Regions from separate parts of the Sus scrofa genome. Here all the other regions are linked to region 3. Evidence: chromatin contacts called from public targeted proximity ligation data. All regions are on one chromosome and are shown on one strand. The core of a region is the stretch at or near the end of the contact, and the rest is flanking DNA. Distances in the headings are between cores, read along the strand shown.

Region 1 (2,700 bases), core at 104-2,603, 610 kb after region 3:
TGCCTCCACCTCTGCCTCCACCTCTAGCCTCCAACTCTGGTTTGCAGATCTAGAGTAAGACTGGAAGTCTGTATCTTTTAAAACCCTCAGAGGAGTCTGATGGGTAGCTGAATTTAGTAACTATTATCCAGGGAACAGAATTATATCTACAAAATAAAAATCAATTTTATTACTTTATAATAAAATAGGTATAATTTTAATATATTTCAAATCATCTGACATTAAATATAAGTAGGGCTGATGCTCCTTCAAAATCCAAGGAAGACCACAAGACAGCATAGGAGTTCCTGTCATGGTGCAGTGGAAACGAATCCAACTAGGAACCATGAGGTTTTGGGTTCAATCCCTGGCCCCACTTCTCAGTTGGTTAAGGATCCAGCGTTACCGTGAGCTGTGGTGTAGGTCACAGATGTGGCTTGGATCTGGCGTTGCTGTGACTGTGGTGTAGGCCAGCAGCTACAGTTCTGATTAGACTCCTAGCCTGGGAACCTCCATATGCCACAAGTGCAGCCCTAAAAAGACAAAAAAAAAAAAAAAAAAAAAAAAACAGCATAAAGAACCAAAATATTTTCCCATAACACAATGTTAGTCATGGCAAGAAATATTTCCTCCATGTTTTTCTACATGGAACTAAAAAATAGATTAAAAAATAGGAACTTGTCTCATTGACAGCCAATTAGGACATAATTTAAATGACAGGGGTAACTGATGAAGATTAGTAAAGCCAGGCTTTATTCATGAAAATTTTCTGATTCACTTCCCTTAACTGAAAGAATATTTAAGTCCACAGAATGGTGCTAGACAAAGTAGAATTTACAAAAGCATAAGAAGAGTCCCTGATTTAATATCAGTTTATCATGAGGGGCCTGTATAAATGTCCAGTAAGCCCCACAGGAACCTAAAGATCAAAGGGCACTGGAATAGTGAGGGAAACACCTCATAGAGAGGGTAAAATTAAGTCTGAAGAAGCAGCAGCAAAAAAAATAAAATTAAAAAAAAAAAAAAAAAAAAAGCAGCAGCAGCAGCAATTGGATGAACCACAACAGAAAAGGCTATCTGGTGTAGAGAAATTGCGGTAGGGCATTTCTATCACGGCTCAGAGGAAACAAGGTGACTAGTATCCATGAGGATGCAGGTTTGATCCCTGGCCCCACTCAGTAGGTTAAGTCCGGTGTTGCCAGAAGCTGTGGTGTAGGTCGCCAATGTGGCTCGGATCCTGCGTGACTGTGGCGTGGGCCAGCGGCTACAGCTCCGATTGGACCCTTGGCCTGGGAACCTCCATGTGCCGCAGGAACTTCCATTGCTTAAAAAGGAAAAAAAAGAAATTGTGGTAGGAAGTAAGAATGACAGTGTCAACCACAGGGGAAGGGCCTAAAAGGGAGACTCATTTGGCACCATATGATAGAAAAAAATAGGCCTGGAGTCAGAAAAACTGGGTTCAAGCCTTGGCTCCACCATTTATCTACTGTGAGTCCTTGGGCAAATTTCTGAAAATACTTTTCCTAAGTTTTCTTCCTGTGAGAGGCTAACTCCATCTCCCTCACAGGGTTGCCAGACATACAGTGAACACTCAATATGTGTTCGCTGAGTTGAAATGACACACTGCTATCCACAATCATAAACATAAATTAATTTTCTGTCAAAATATTTGCTACTTAATTCATAGAAGAATGAATCTGTCAAGTTCTTTCCCTACATCTAACCTAAATCTATTCTGCTTCCATTAAAGGCTATACTGTCTTGTTTAGTCAACCAAGGAATTAAAACTGACAAGTTTTCATTTTCTTTATAATAAAGCTTCATATATTTAACAAAGTTCAATAAGCTTCTAACTCGGCCTTTAATCCTTCTTCCTTGCAAACTTGCATCTAGAGTCATATGAGGAAAAGAGTCTGAAAGGACACAGGCTGGCTCTAGCCATCGATTATACCATGAAGTACTCAAATAATTGGGACTTTTTTTCATGTTTCCCTGCTTGATTTCCTTCAAAAACCAGACAAACAAAACATCACCCTTAAACTAACCATTTACTCATTGCAGTAAAATATGCTGGGAGGACTGCCAAGTATTTGGTACCCTGAGCAATGGGGCAGGCGGCAAGGCAGACACCATCACGTGAGCCCACGGGGCATTCGGCAGGTGGGCAGCGAGCCAGTCCGCTATCCCAGAACATTCCCTTCTTCAGAACAGACAAAGTTGTGCTGTCAAGGCTCCAACCATTCCTTATCTAAGTAAAAGTTGTAATCATCTGTTTGAAATTTATATACGAATCTTTTCTTCACTTCAACTCAGAGTCAGAACTGCTTATGGCAGTATCATTTCCCAGTCTCAAAGATTAAAATCAATCCGACAAAATAAATTCCTAATACCTCCCTACTAAGAATGAAAATTCCAATACATTTTCCCACTTAAAACATCACAGAAAGTTGTTCAATCAACATTTATGAACATTGTACAAGTTCCTAAAAAACTCAAAAGGAGCTAAAAGGCTAGGAAAACAACTACTTCAGTGTAAAGTCCATTCCTTTGGGTTTTTACCAACTTATATAAAGAAACCAGAGGGAGAAAACCACCACACCAATCAGCATCATGTTGCTATGGTCTGAATGTTCGCATTTTCCCAAATTTATGTCGAAATCCTAACCCCCAAAGATGGTACTGCTAGGAGACGGGGTCTTGGGGAAGTGTGTTGGTCCTAAG
Region 2 (2,700 bases), core at 153-2,652, 570 kb after region 3:
AAGAGCTTCGGTCTGGAAGGGCCCGTAGCCCCCACACAGTCTGAATGAGCAGTGCCCGAGTCCCCGTCGTGGCGCAGCAGAAACGAATCCGACTAGGAACCATGAGGTTGCGGGTTCGATCCCTAGCCTTGCTCAGTGGGTTAATGATCCGACGTTGCCGTGAGCGGTGGTGTAGGTTGCAGACTCGGCTCAGATCCCGCGTTGCTGTGGCTCTGGTGTAGGCTGGCAGCTACAGCTCCGATTAGACCCCTAGCCTGGGAACCTCCATATGCCGCAGGTGTGGCCCTGGAAAGACAAAAAAAAAAAAGAATGAGCAGTGCCGTGGTGGTGAGGAGCCGTGGGAGTGGAGCTGAGCGGCCGGCCTGGCCCCAGAGCCCAGGGAACCAGCATGGAGAGGCCAGGAGAGGGGGTGAGTTGAAGGTGAGGCTTCACCCTGGTGAAGAAGAACCCAGGCAGAGGCAGCAGCTCATGAAAAGGCCAGAGACCAGGTCCTGTTTCTGCCTTTTCATGTCGTTCTCATTGGAAAGAGCATCATGCACAGGAGCAGAGCTCAGTGTCAGGAGGTAAAGCTGCAACACAGATGGGTCGCGAGGGCTTCGCTCGCCACAGGCATCTGCACTTTCTCCTGCGGGCACTGGGGAGCCACTGACAGAGGTTAAGAAGGGAGAGATTTGATGAGATTTGTACTTTATAAAAAGACGAACAGTGGCTGCTGTGTGGCGAATAAATTGGAGCTTACCATACTGGAGGCAAGGACTGTTGCATTGATCTGAGAGATTATGACAGCCTGGACTAGGCCAATGGGGATGTGGAGAAGTGGGTTAAGATTTCAGAGGACAGGGAGTTCCCGTCGTGGCACAGTGGTTAACGAATCCGACTAGGAACCATGAGGTTGCGGGTTCGGTCCCTGCCCTTGCTCAGTGGGTTAACGATCCGGCGTTGCCGTGACCTGTGGTGTAGGTTACAGACGCGGCTCGGATCCTGCGTTGCTGTGGCTCTGGCGTAGGCCGGTGGCTACAGCTCCGATTCGACCCCTAGCCTGGGAACCTCCATATGCCGCGGGAGCGGCCCAAAGAAATAGCAAAAAGACAAAAAAAAAAAAAAAAAAAAGAATTCAGAGAACATAACAGCAATTCACTTCCTTAAAAAAAAAAAAAAAAAAAATGAGGGGAGAACTAAGATGTTTATTTCACAGTCAAAACAAATAGATCATCCGAGCGGCCTCCATGGTTCTCAGCATTTCTTGGAGCCCTGACTCACCTAAGAGCTAAGACCTGCTCCCATGAGAAGCAGTTCATATCATCAGTGATTCTCTGCAGATGGCACAGGAAGACACCTGTGTCATTTACCAAAAAAGAAAATGAAATGCAATGCTCTGGTGACTCCTGCGTGCCCTTCGATGGGGCGTGCCTGCTGCCTGCCACCCCCATTCCAGGGAAATCACTCATCTCTGCCGCAGAGAAACATCTGGAGCAGAAACTTATCCTTCATTTAAAGTAAATAACATTTGAAGGAAACTCTTGCCACATAATGCTAGTTCAGATATCCCCCACTGTGGCCTGTGCTCTAGACACTGGCTTACCCCTGAGAGAAACACAGCCTTCGTGAAACCACACGCTGTCCCCCAATGAAGGGACGAGTCAGCCAGTATGTGACGGATTGGGGTTGTGTGGACAAAAAACACCAGATATTCCAGCCCAGGCACCCACATCCACACCAGCTTTCAGCAGTTAGATTCGCAGAACAATTGCTCAGTTCCTGCCCTCGTTTTCCCAGTGTAGACCTGGCCCCAGACCCAAGAGTGAAACAGCAACTGTAAGGAAGCAGAAACTTTAAAAATAACCCAGAGAACCCTTTTATAACAGCAACTGCCTGCTGATTTTGTGGCCTAACAGCTCAAGCAAAAAAAGGATATAAATACAATATTGTGCAATGACTAATTACTCAAAACGTTGTGCATCAGCAGAAGCGGGACCTGTGGTTGGTGCTAATGTTATCAGATGCCTTTGCTATTTAATAATCTGATAGCCCTATGTTATTTAGCCTGCAGTTTTCACAGAGAACAATGATCTTATTTCAAGTACCTCTCGCGGAAATAAAAAAGCAGCTGTTTCAAAGATGAACATTTGGCAGAAAATGTTTTAGCGGCATCTTTTGTGAGGTACTAAATCATATTGGCTTAACTGTTTTCTGTCTAGAATAGTGGAGTCACAGAGAAAAAAGATCGCTGACCACAGAAGGGAAGGGCAGTCTTCGGAACCCTGTGAATCACTAACAGACATTTGAGTTTTAAGTGCCATTTATTCACCAATATATAACGTTATTTATAAACAAAGCGTCCATTAATAGTGCCGGAAGAATGGGCCTTTTTAATTCCAGTTTTAGCTCATACTCGGGATTCTATTTCTCTTTCATTCATAATGGAATTCTTTAAATTGTAGAATAAATTAATACACCACAAACATTTGGGGCAGAATGAGGTATTTAACCAGTTTTAAGTCTCCCCGGGCCATTCTGTGTGGCCAGGCAGACAGAAGAGCAGTGAGGGCCGTGACAGAGGGCAGTGAGTACTGCCCAGCCCTGCCCCTGAAGAGGGGCCAGGGCCCGTGGCCTGCCCACTCCTAGGCTGCCAGAGCAGGGCCAGACCCCAGGTTGACCGTAGACCCTCACAGGTTCTTCAGGCAGGCTGGCCACTGTCAA
Region 3 (2,700 bases), core at 195-2,694:
CGGAGCGCTGGCCCTTGTCCAGCCCCGCGGACGAGGATGAGGGGCTGTCCTCTTCCAGGGGCTCCTGCTTCACCACCACGGCGCCCACGCCTCCGCTGCCCCCACTGCGCAGGGGCTGCAGCCCAGAGGCCGGTGGGGACCGACGCTCCTCAGGGCTGATCTTGCACACAGGCCCGTGGGCCACCAGCATGAACTCCAGCTTCTCCTTCTCCTTCTGCAGCTCGGCAATCTCCTTCTGCAGCCCCGACTTCTCTTCCTCCAGCTCCTCTGTCTCCTGCAGGGGAAGAGGGGTGGGTGAGGGACAGCAGGGGGTGGGCTGGGGGGTGTCAAACCCAGGTGAAAAGGGTAAAACCGACCAGAACCTCAGAGGACCCGCTCACAGCCCACTGCTTCGGAGTCACCTGCAGCTTCAAGGTTCCTTTACTTGCCAAAGGAGTAACAGTTTGAGAAAAAAAAGGAAAGTCAGCTTAGAGGAAGGGTGAATTAGCCATTGTAGCTGCCATGACCGGGCACTTCCTCTGTGCCAGGCACTGTGTGAAGCATTTCACAGGCATTCTCTCATTCAATGTAGCAGTTTTTTGAAGCAGGTGTTATCAGCAACCCATTCTGCAGATCAGGAAACTGAGTTTCCAAGAGGTTTAATCATTTGCCCAATGTCACAGAGCAAGCAAGTAGGGTTGCCCAGATCTGACCCCAGTGTGGCTGACTCCAGAGTCGACATGCCACTACACTTTCTGCCTTGGTGGCAGGACTGCCCCCTGGGACCCCAGAGGGGTGAGTAATAGTGAGATCTGAGGGGAAGGCATGCAGCTGCCCCACCCCCTTCTTGTAGCTCACTCTGGACACAGAGACACTAAGCTCTAAGCCACGTGGCCGTGGAGGTTTCTGCCTGCGCACATGAGCCCCGGACAGCGCCTGGCTTGTAGGAAGTGCTCACTTCATCCCCTTTGGATCATATTCTAGCTCCTCTTCCCTTTTTGGCTCCCAGTAAAAAGCATATGTTTCAGGACTCACAGAACCCTGGGCAAACATCCAGTTCAGCCCCTGCGCTTGAACAGAGGAGACCCCGGACAGCCTGAGCAGGCCTGTGAGGATGGCAGGGACCCACTGCAAGGACCGCAGCCCCTCCTGTCACACAAAGCCAGAGAAGCAGCAAATGCACGTGGAGGCGGTAGTGACGGAAGACGAAAAGGCATGTGTGTCACACCAGCCTCTTCGCCACCTTTCCCTAACACAGATTCCTCTTTGAGAACCAGGCAGCATGATGGGCCAGAGCTTCGCTACGCAGAGCACAGCATATTCCGGAGTTAAAAAAAAAAAGTTTCCATCTATCGCAAGGGTCTGATGAACGTCATGAGCTTATGAGAGGTTTCCTGTAGAGGATGTGGCTCACGGGCCTGGTGGCTGGGTCGTGGGGAGGCGGGGGAGTGAGGGTGTGAGGCTCTCGGGGGAGAGAGGAAAGGAAAGCATAGGGGCCTCGGAGGGCAGACTCTTCTGGGGCTGGTGGGAGGAGGGCCCAGGTAGACCCAGGGCGCATGGTCCCTGAAAGGTCAGTGACAGGGTGGGCTCCGGAGGGGGTCTCCTCGTGGAGTGCTGGTCACTAAGGGATCCACCTCACCTGGCATCAGAGAATCCCCCCCCCAACCATCCTCCCGATTCTATAAACACCTCCAGGGCACATGACTACAGGTGCCATGGAATTCACGCAGCGCAGGTTCAAGACCCAAGAGCAGGGGCTCTGCGGTGGACACAGCGGAGCAGAGGCAGGTGGATGGTACCTGGGAGGAGTAAATGAAGTAATGGGACATGCCAGGTAATGGGGAGCTCCAGAGCACCGGCCTGGCTGGTCACGGTAAGGACCACCGACAGAGTCTCTCGCTTCTCCTTTTGAAAATGGTTCCACCCCGGGGAGAGCCAGTCCTGGCTTTGGACTTCCTCCCCATGGCCCACGGCCCATCCCGTAGAGCTGGGCTCTGGAGGGAGGTTATGAGACGCTGATCGGGTCAAGCATTTGCGAGGGACACGCAGGGCCACGGGCCCCCAGGTGTGGGCAATTAGGCAGCCGGGGAGAAAGAATGACTCACAAAGGCAGAATGAGGTACCAAAGTGACAGCTTCAGGCTCACAACAGAGGCGGGGAACCCTCCTGCCCACAAAGGAGATGAGAAAACCCCGAGAGAGTACAGCTCAGCTGCACGTGACCCATTCCCATGAGACCCAGAGAGCGTCAAGACCGCTGCAGAGGTGAAGGACCCCAGACAGCAGGTGTCTCTGCTGCCCAGACAAGATGCTAAAGCTAGGCTGGACCGCTCCTGCTGCAGCGGGCATGGGGGGCAGCTGGAATCTGGGCAAGGTGCCCTGGAGGGGGCAGGTCTGGGCCTGCCCGGGCTCCCAGGGCCCAGTAAGACTGGCAGCCTCTGCCATCCCTCACCCAGGAGTCCCAGCAGGTCTTGGGCGCTGAGGGAGAAAGGGGCTGAGGCTGGTACTCAAGGCCACACCCCCGACACCCCTTTAATCAGGGCAGGGCTGACCCGTGTGCTCAAAGGAAGGAATGGGTCTGTGTGCATGGACTCATACGTAGGTCACCAGGGCAAGGAACGGGAAGGGCCAGGAGCCCCGGGGTCCCTGCTCGGTGGCCACCCCGAGCAGAGCGCCTCACCGCCTGCAGCTTCTCCGTCAGCTCCCGGCGACGGTTCCGGCA

Evidence for each region.
Region 1: a contact with region 3 is called in a targeted proximity ligation map of alveolar macrophages. A contact is called at or near these places in 1 of 5 promoter capture datasets (fetal skeletal muscle), 1 of 47 Hi-C or Micro-C datasets (embryonic fibroblasts) and 2 of 2 datasets of targeted methods (alveolar macrophages and skeletal muscle).
Region 2: a targeted proximity ligation map of alveolar macrophages shows a contact between it and region 3. A contact is called at or near these places in 2 of 47 Hi-C or Micro-C datasets (embryonic fibroblasts and mesenchymal stem cells) and 1 of 2 datasets of targeted methods (alveolar macrophages).

Annotation. Positions count from the first base shown.
Region 1 is chr3:111,430,373-111,433,072 of Sscrofa11.1, forward strand. All of the region lies in intron 3 of MRPL33 (39S ribosomal protein L33, mitochondrial), which reads right to left. Among named protein-coding and RNA genes, the nearest start is that of MRPL33, 7.0 kb to the right of the region's middle.
Region 2 is chr3:111,399,794-111,402,493 of Sscrofa11.1, forward strand. The region is part of intron 7 of RBKS (ribokinase); the gene reads left to right. Among named protein-coding and RNA genes, the nearest start is that of TRNAE-UUC, 13 kb to the right of the region's middle.
Region 3 is chr3:110,825,182-110,827,881 of Sscrofa11.1, forward strand. It overlaps FOSL2 (FOS like 2, AP-1 transcription factor subunit), which reads right to left. Exons shown (of 4, transcript NM_001315740.1): 3 at 2,659-2,700; 4 at 1-274. Among named protein-coding and RNA genes, the nearest start is that of FOSL2, 16 kb to the right of the region's middle.